Linked DNA regions of Mus musculus: region 2 is linked to region 1. Evidence: chromatin contacts called from public Hi-C data. All regions are on one chromosome and are shown on one strand. Each heading gives the region's core, a stretch centred on a gene start, on an enhancer-like site or on the middle of the called end of the contact. The rest is flanking DNA. Distances are from core to core; before and after follow the strand shown.

Region 1 (2,741 bases), core at 70-2,569:
CTGAGACTGGAAAATGCCTCTAGGAAACAGCCCAGCCTTCCCCACTGTCACCCGGTGTCCAGCCAGGGATGCCTAACAGGGATGCCACTGGGCAGCCACCTACAGAAGACAGCAGGAAAGAGTGCTGGGGTGAAGAGGAGGAAGTGAAAAAGACTGGCCTTTCCCCTCCCCTACTTCTGCCTCCCAATGCCTGCACAGCCCACCCTATCAGAAACACTTTGAACCACTTAACTCCATGCTCAGAGTTGATGAGTTGATGGCTCCCTCCCAGAGGCCCAGACTTCAGCTGCTACTCCATCCTAACCCACCCTTGCCTGCCCCAGTTTCCCAAGCAAGTGACAGCCAAGAGGGAGGGGAGCCTTCCAGATTTCTGTTCCACTCCAAGCCAGAATGACCAGCCTATCCTGGCCCCACCCTTCCTAAGCTTACTCCTTTCAGTGGTTGGGGGTGGTCCATGATGAGGGAATGACTGCAAACACCCATTCCGGGACATGGTGGGGGTGATAAATACAAGTGGAGGGTCTAAGAGTCCAACTCCTACGCCAGACACCAGAACAACCCAGGACTGAAGGCTCCACTAGGTCTACAGCTTCCAGAAGGTTAAATTATAACCCCTTTCCTCTTTGACCCTGAGACGCAGAAGGGCAAAGCGCTCCAGACTTGCACCCAGCCGCTGGGCCTGCGTGCAGTGGAAAAGTGGGCGCCAGCCCCCTCCCACCTGGGGCGCGTTTGGAACTCAACCTTATGAGACATTTTTGACACCTTTAGAACTAGGAGCATAGGAAGGGGGTCGATGGGGGGGTCTCTTAAGAAAGCTTCCTGGAGGGGGCTAAAGAAAGTTTCTTGGGGGGGGGGGTGCCAAGTCACTCTGAAAGATGACAGTGTTACTCCTACCCCTCTGGAGGGACAGCAGGTGGACCAGGGATCTCCAAGCCGCACCTGAGTCCCAAGAGGCGGGGACGCATGCGGAGCCCCTGTCATCCCTGGCTCCTGGTGCGCATCAGGTCACACTCACCAAGACCCGCGTGAACCTCTCCTCCAGCTCCCCGGCCGCCGGCATTGGTTGCTTGGGGACGGCTGGCTGCTTCGGGGGCGACGCGGTGGGGCCCGCGGGCTGTTCGGCGCTGCCAGCCGCGTTGCCCATGGTGGTCCCCACCCAGCCGGCCAGGCGCCTCCAGCCTCGGAGATCCAGTTTTCCCTGGGGGTCGCGGACTAGGCTCCGGGAGCCTGGAAGCGAAGGGCAGCGCTGTGTGGCGAGGCTTGGCTAGGTGGCTCTCGGCTCAGCGGCGTGCAGGGGCCGGGGCGCGGCGTCCCATCGCGGCGGCCCCGTCCGAGGGAGCGGGCGGCGACCGAGGCTCGGGGAGGAAGTAGGGTTGCAGGCGGCCGGGGCCAGAGGGCTGGGCCGGGGGCAGGAAGCTGCGGCGCGGGCTCCCCCCTCGGCGATTTTCGAACTTCTGCTGCCGCTCCCGGTGCGCGCAAACCGCAGTTCTCCGCCGCGCACCCGGCCCCAGGGGGGCGGGCTGCAGGGAGGGGGCGGGCGCGGGCGACGGCCGGGGGTCCTCCGCAGCCATGGCGCGCCGGCTGGGGGCTGCCGAGCAGTGCACCTGCGGCGGAGGGGGCGGCCGCCGATGCACCTGCCCGAGCCGGAGCCGACCCAGGCGAGGCCGAGAACACAGCGGCGCGCTCGCCCGGCGCCTCCGGGTCCTAGAACCGCAGCTCTCCACCCTAAGCCCGGCAGTAGGGGGGTCCCTAGGCCCGAGCCTGGAGGAGGCAGACCCCCGGGCGGAAGATTGTCCAACCAATCCGCGCGCGCCTTAGAAACCTAAGGTGGCGCTGAGGTGCGGTTGGTGGGCGTAATTGCTGCTGGGGGTCCCCCTTTGGGGTCCCCAACTAAGAAGATGGGAACCCCCTTCCAGGCCCCCCACCTCTGTGTCTCTCCTCCGTTGGGCCCAGAGATGATCTGAGGACCAGAGGGAATTATCTGCAAACAGGTTGGAGGACAATGACATAGGTCAATTGAGACCTGACCAGATGTGACTGTGCCAGCATCTTCAGCAGTTTTAGACTGGGGGCACTCGTGGAAAAATGAGGTTGGCGAACCTGGAGATCACTGTGGTGGTGCCAAGGAGAAGTAGGGCACTAAGAAGGGTTAAAGGCAGCTGCTAGGCTGGGGGAGGAACAGGCACCTCAGATGGGTGGAAAATCTTGACACTGTCACCATGAGGGACCTAGGCTGGCTGAAGAATGACAATCTTGGCTATCTGATAGTTACAGAAAGATTTCTGTGATAGTGACCAGCAAAGGTAGGTATGGATGTCCTTGTTTCTGTAACGGTAACAAGGGGCCTTTCCGTAGCTGTAGCAAGGGGTCTTGTCCAAGGCCACACAGATAATTAGGGCAGAAACGAGCCTCTCTGTTCATATCCAAAAATCTATAGCCTCGGACTCTTCTTATTTAGGGTAGGAGAGTGGAGAAGGGGTAGGCCTTCATAACCGGGGCTCGAACTCCATCCTGAATTAACACCTCTAATTCTCCCACTTAATCTGTGGGGCTCTTGAGTCAGCCCCTCCCTGTTCTGCCAGTCCATGGGGTGAGGTGCCCTACACTGAGGGAGCCTTGAACTTTCTCTGTGCCAGCCCAGGGGCTCTAAATGGCTACTCTAGGTCATTCCCACCTCTCTAGTTCATACTCAAAGCCACTGACAAAGGATTCAGCAGGAACTGGGAAATTAATTATCTAAT
Region 2 (2,741 bases), core at 161-2,660, 110 kb before region 1:
GGATGTAACGGAGATGGTACTGAAAAGCCACGTTAGCTCTGAGCTCTCTGTGAGGTTAGCTGAGGCTTCCATTGAAACCACATTCTGTCTAACTCCTTTCCCCAGCCTTGCTTCTGCCCTTGCCTTGGGAATGGTGCCAGTCCCCAATGCCTCCTAATCAGCTTCCCACACACTTATCTCCACTCAGGTGCTGTTGGCTCGGGGAGATCAGCCTCAGCCATCACCTGTCTTCTCAGAAGCATCCCAGGTAGGATGCGCTCTTGGACACCCTCTGGGTTTACAACGCTGCCCACTGTGATTACCTGTCTAATAATACTAGATCGAGAGCTTTGCGGGGCAGAGAAACAGAAGTCTCATCACTGATTCTGCAGAACCCAGGCCTGTCGTGGCAGGTAGTCAATAAATATTTGTTGAGTGAATGAATAAACTACCTTATCTGAGGATTTGGAGATTAGGGCACCTCCAGGAGAAGGGTGACAGGGAACCCACTCTAAGCAGCTAAAACTACAGAGCAGAAGCACAGCCTGTGTGTATCTATACTTCCACAGTCACCTGCCTTTGCTTTATGTCCCCACATATCTCTTTCCGATGCCATTCCAGCCCTACTGTAGCCCTTTACACACTAGTGGGTCCAGCCCAGGCTACTGTCCTTTAGGAGGTCATGGGTTAGAGTTGGACCAAGCACTGTGATGTAACACGAGGCACCGGTAGGATCCTCTGACGACCACTGCTTCTTACTTGAACAAGATTTTACCTGTAATAATGTTTGGGTGAGCTTGTCTACAGTCCCAGGAACGTCTTGGATTCTCATCACACCTGTTCCTTAATACTCTGATTCCTGCCTGGGGTTCCTTGAACCCCCCTGCTTTTCCTTACCCCTTCTTTCTACTCTCCACTGAAAGCCACAATCCTGTGACCCCAGGCTATATTCACAGTGCCTTCCAAAGTGAGAACTGTCTGACCATATCCATTATTACTATGCAGGTGCATGGTCCTTCCATGGTAAAGAGCATTCTTTGTTTTGTAAAGCTGGGTATGGAACCCCATAGGCAGGTCTCGAATGCACACTAGCCCTAAGTTGTAACACATCTCTGGCCGTGACCACATTTTAACGATGACCTTTGAGAGGCACCAGTCTTGGTTTGCTTGCCTACTCCAGACCAGCTAATAGAACGCTGGGCACAGATGGGAAAGCACCTACCTGCCTTGTAGACAGAGCTGGACAAGGCAGGCTAGCAGTCACCTACCCAAGCCTGAGAGGCTCCCAAGAGTTCTAACTCAGCTGCTGAAACCTGGAGCCAACCTGGTGAGCTGGCAGTGCCTGGGAGAACTGGCCGGCCAAGTCTCCTCTCTGTTCGCCCTCCCAGCTTCCTATTTCCATCTCCTCTTAGTCAGACACAGCTCTGACCTCAGGAAGGCTCGATGTTCGCTGTGGAGCCGGGGTTCCAGGAAGTCCTGACTGAGCAGATCCCTGGTGGTATTCTCAATTCCCTTTTTTGCTTCTTAAAGGTCCCTGAGCTCAAACTCAGCCCCGTGACCTTCCAGGCAGGATCCTAGCCACATTTTCTGCGTGGCTCTCCCTCCCCTCCCAAAAGTACACTTCTCCCTTCTAGGGACTTCTGAGAACCCTAAAAGGTCACTGGTGTGAAGGAGTGTGTTGATAGCAGAAGGGGAAACTGAGATACTGAGGTCCACTAACTGCTTCCACCTGCCAGGACCTGGCGTGCAGAAAGGGGTCTCCATTATTTAGGTGTCAGCTGCTAGAGGTCACTGAGTGTGTGAGTGCAAAGCGATAGAGACTGAGCAGAAGGGACGTCGTGAAGAGATTCGGGAGGATTTTCTTAGCCTGTGATTTGCCCTGTAGGCATAACAGTGCAAGCATCCATGTAAATGCAGCTTGGGGGTGAGATCTCTTTAACCATCCTCCCCTCCTCACTCAGCCCCCGCCCTCCCTGGCCCAATAGCAAAGAACCCTACATAGACAGACGGACTGTGTCTGCCATCTTGCTGAACGTTTATCTGTTATTTTATTTGTTTCTTCCTTCAGCAAAAATTCTGGAGCACCCCTGTCAGCCCACAATGGTGCACCAGTCCTCAAGAGAAACATGGCGCCTGTCCCCACGAACCACGTGGTCCAATGGGTACAGTTTGAAAAAAAAAATGTCACAGCGGAGTGGGAATAAAGGACCACTCGAGCAGGCAACAGGACAAACTGGGGGGAGCAGATGAGAGACCTCAGCTCAGGGAGGAGGTCAAAGCCTGTCTGAGCTGGGACAACAGCGAGTGAGTCGAAGGACATCTCAGCCTCAGAGGGATGACCTGTGGTAGCTGCCCGCTCGACTCCCCATCTGTGTAAACAAAGTGAACTTGGTTTGAATCCTGATTTTGCCACTTTCTGGTTAAATGCCCCTGGGTATGTTGTTGAATTGTGCTTTGTTCTTATTCTCTCATCTGTAAAATGGAATATAAGAAACCTGCCTAGATTCTACGGAAAACCAAATTATTAGCACAACTGTTCTTGCCACATGGCCTTGGGACCCTCTGGAAGTCTCAGAACTCTTTCAAGAGCTCCCATGAAGTCAAAGCTGTTTGTGCAGGACACGGAAACAGCATTTGGTTGCTCCCTAATGGAGATTTCCAGAGACCACGTAAGGCATGACATCATACAAATCAAATTCAAGTACCAATCTGGCCGCCTTTGAGTACGTTCTCGAAAGGGATTTAGGACAATGCAAAGTGTG

What was found. Hi-C and Micro-C count contacts between places; a contact is called where the count stands out from the background.
Region 2: a contact with region 1 is called in a Hi-C map of bone marrow-derived macrophages, with 76 read pairs. The contact joins the enhancer-like site here to the promoter of Fmnl1 in region 1. A contact is called at or near these places in 11 of 39 promoter capture datasets (the C10 cell line, the HPC-7 cell line, cranial neural crest and 5 more), 4 of 15 datasets of contacts at CTCF or cohesin (CD8 T cells, large pre-B cells, pro-B cells and 1 more), 64 of 484 Hi-C or Micro-C datasets (the 63-12 cell line, B cells, the C10 cell line and 43 more), 25 of 115 datasets of contacts at active chromatin or transcription factors (the 230-238 cell line, CD4 single positive thymocytes, CD8 T cells and 15 more) and 4 of 9 other capture datasets (adipose tissue, embryonic stem cells, liver and 1 more).

The regions. Positions count from the first base shown.
Region 1 is chr11:103,169,716-103,172,456 of GRCm38.p6, reverse strand. It overlaps Fmnl1 (formin-like 1), which reads right to left and starts at 1,319. Exons shown (of 26, transcript NM_001077698.1): 1 at 1,016-1,319. The coding sequence starts at 1,144. Gm51919 (a long non-coding RNA gene) reads left to right here and starts at 1,881. Exons shown (of 3, transcript XR_003949776.1): 1 at 1,881-2,303.
Region 2 is chr11:103,280,665-103,283,405 of GRCm38.p6, reverse strand. No RefSeq gene overlaps it. Among named protein-coding and RNA genes, the nearest start is that of Map3k14, 15 kb to the right of the region's middle. Within about 2 kb of position 1,410, at least 29 of the 459 cell types and tissues checked have an H3K27ac peak or open chromatin away from gene starts, as enhancers often do. A contact at or near this core is called in the 63-12 cell line, the CH12 cell line, the HPC-7 cell line and 3 more, where this site is marked.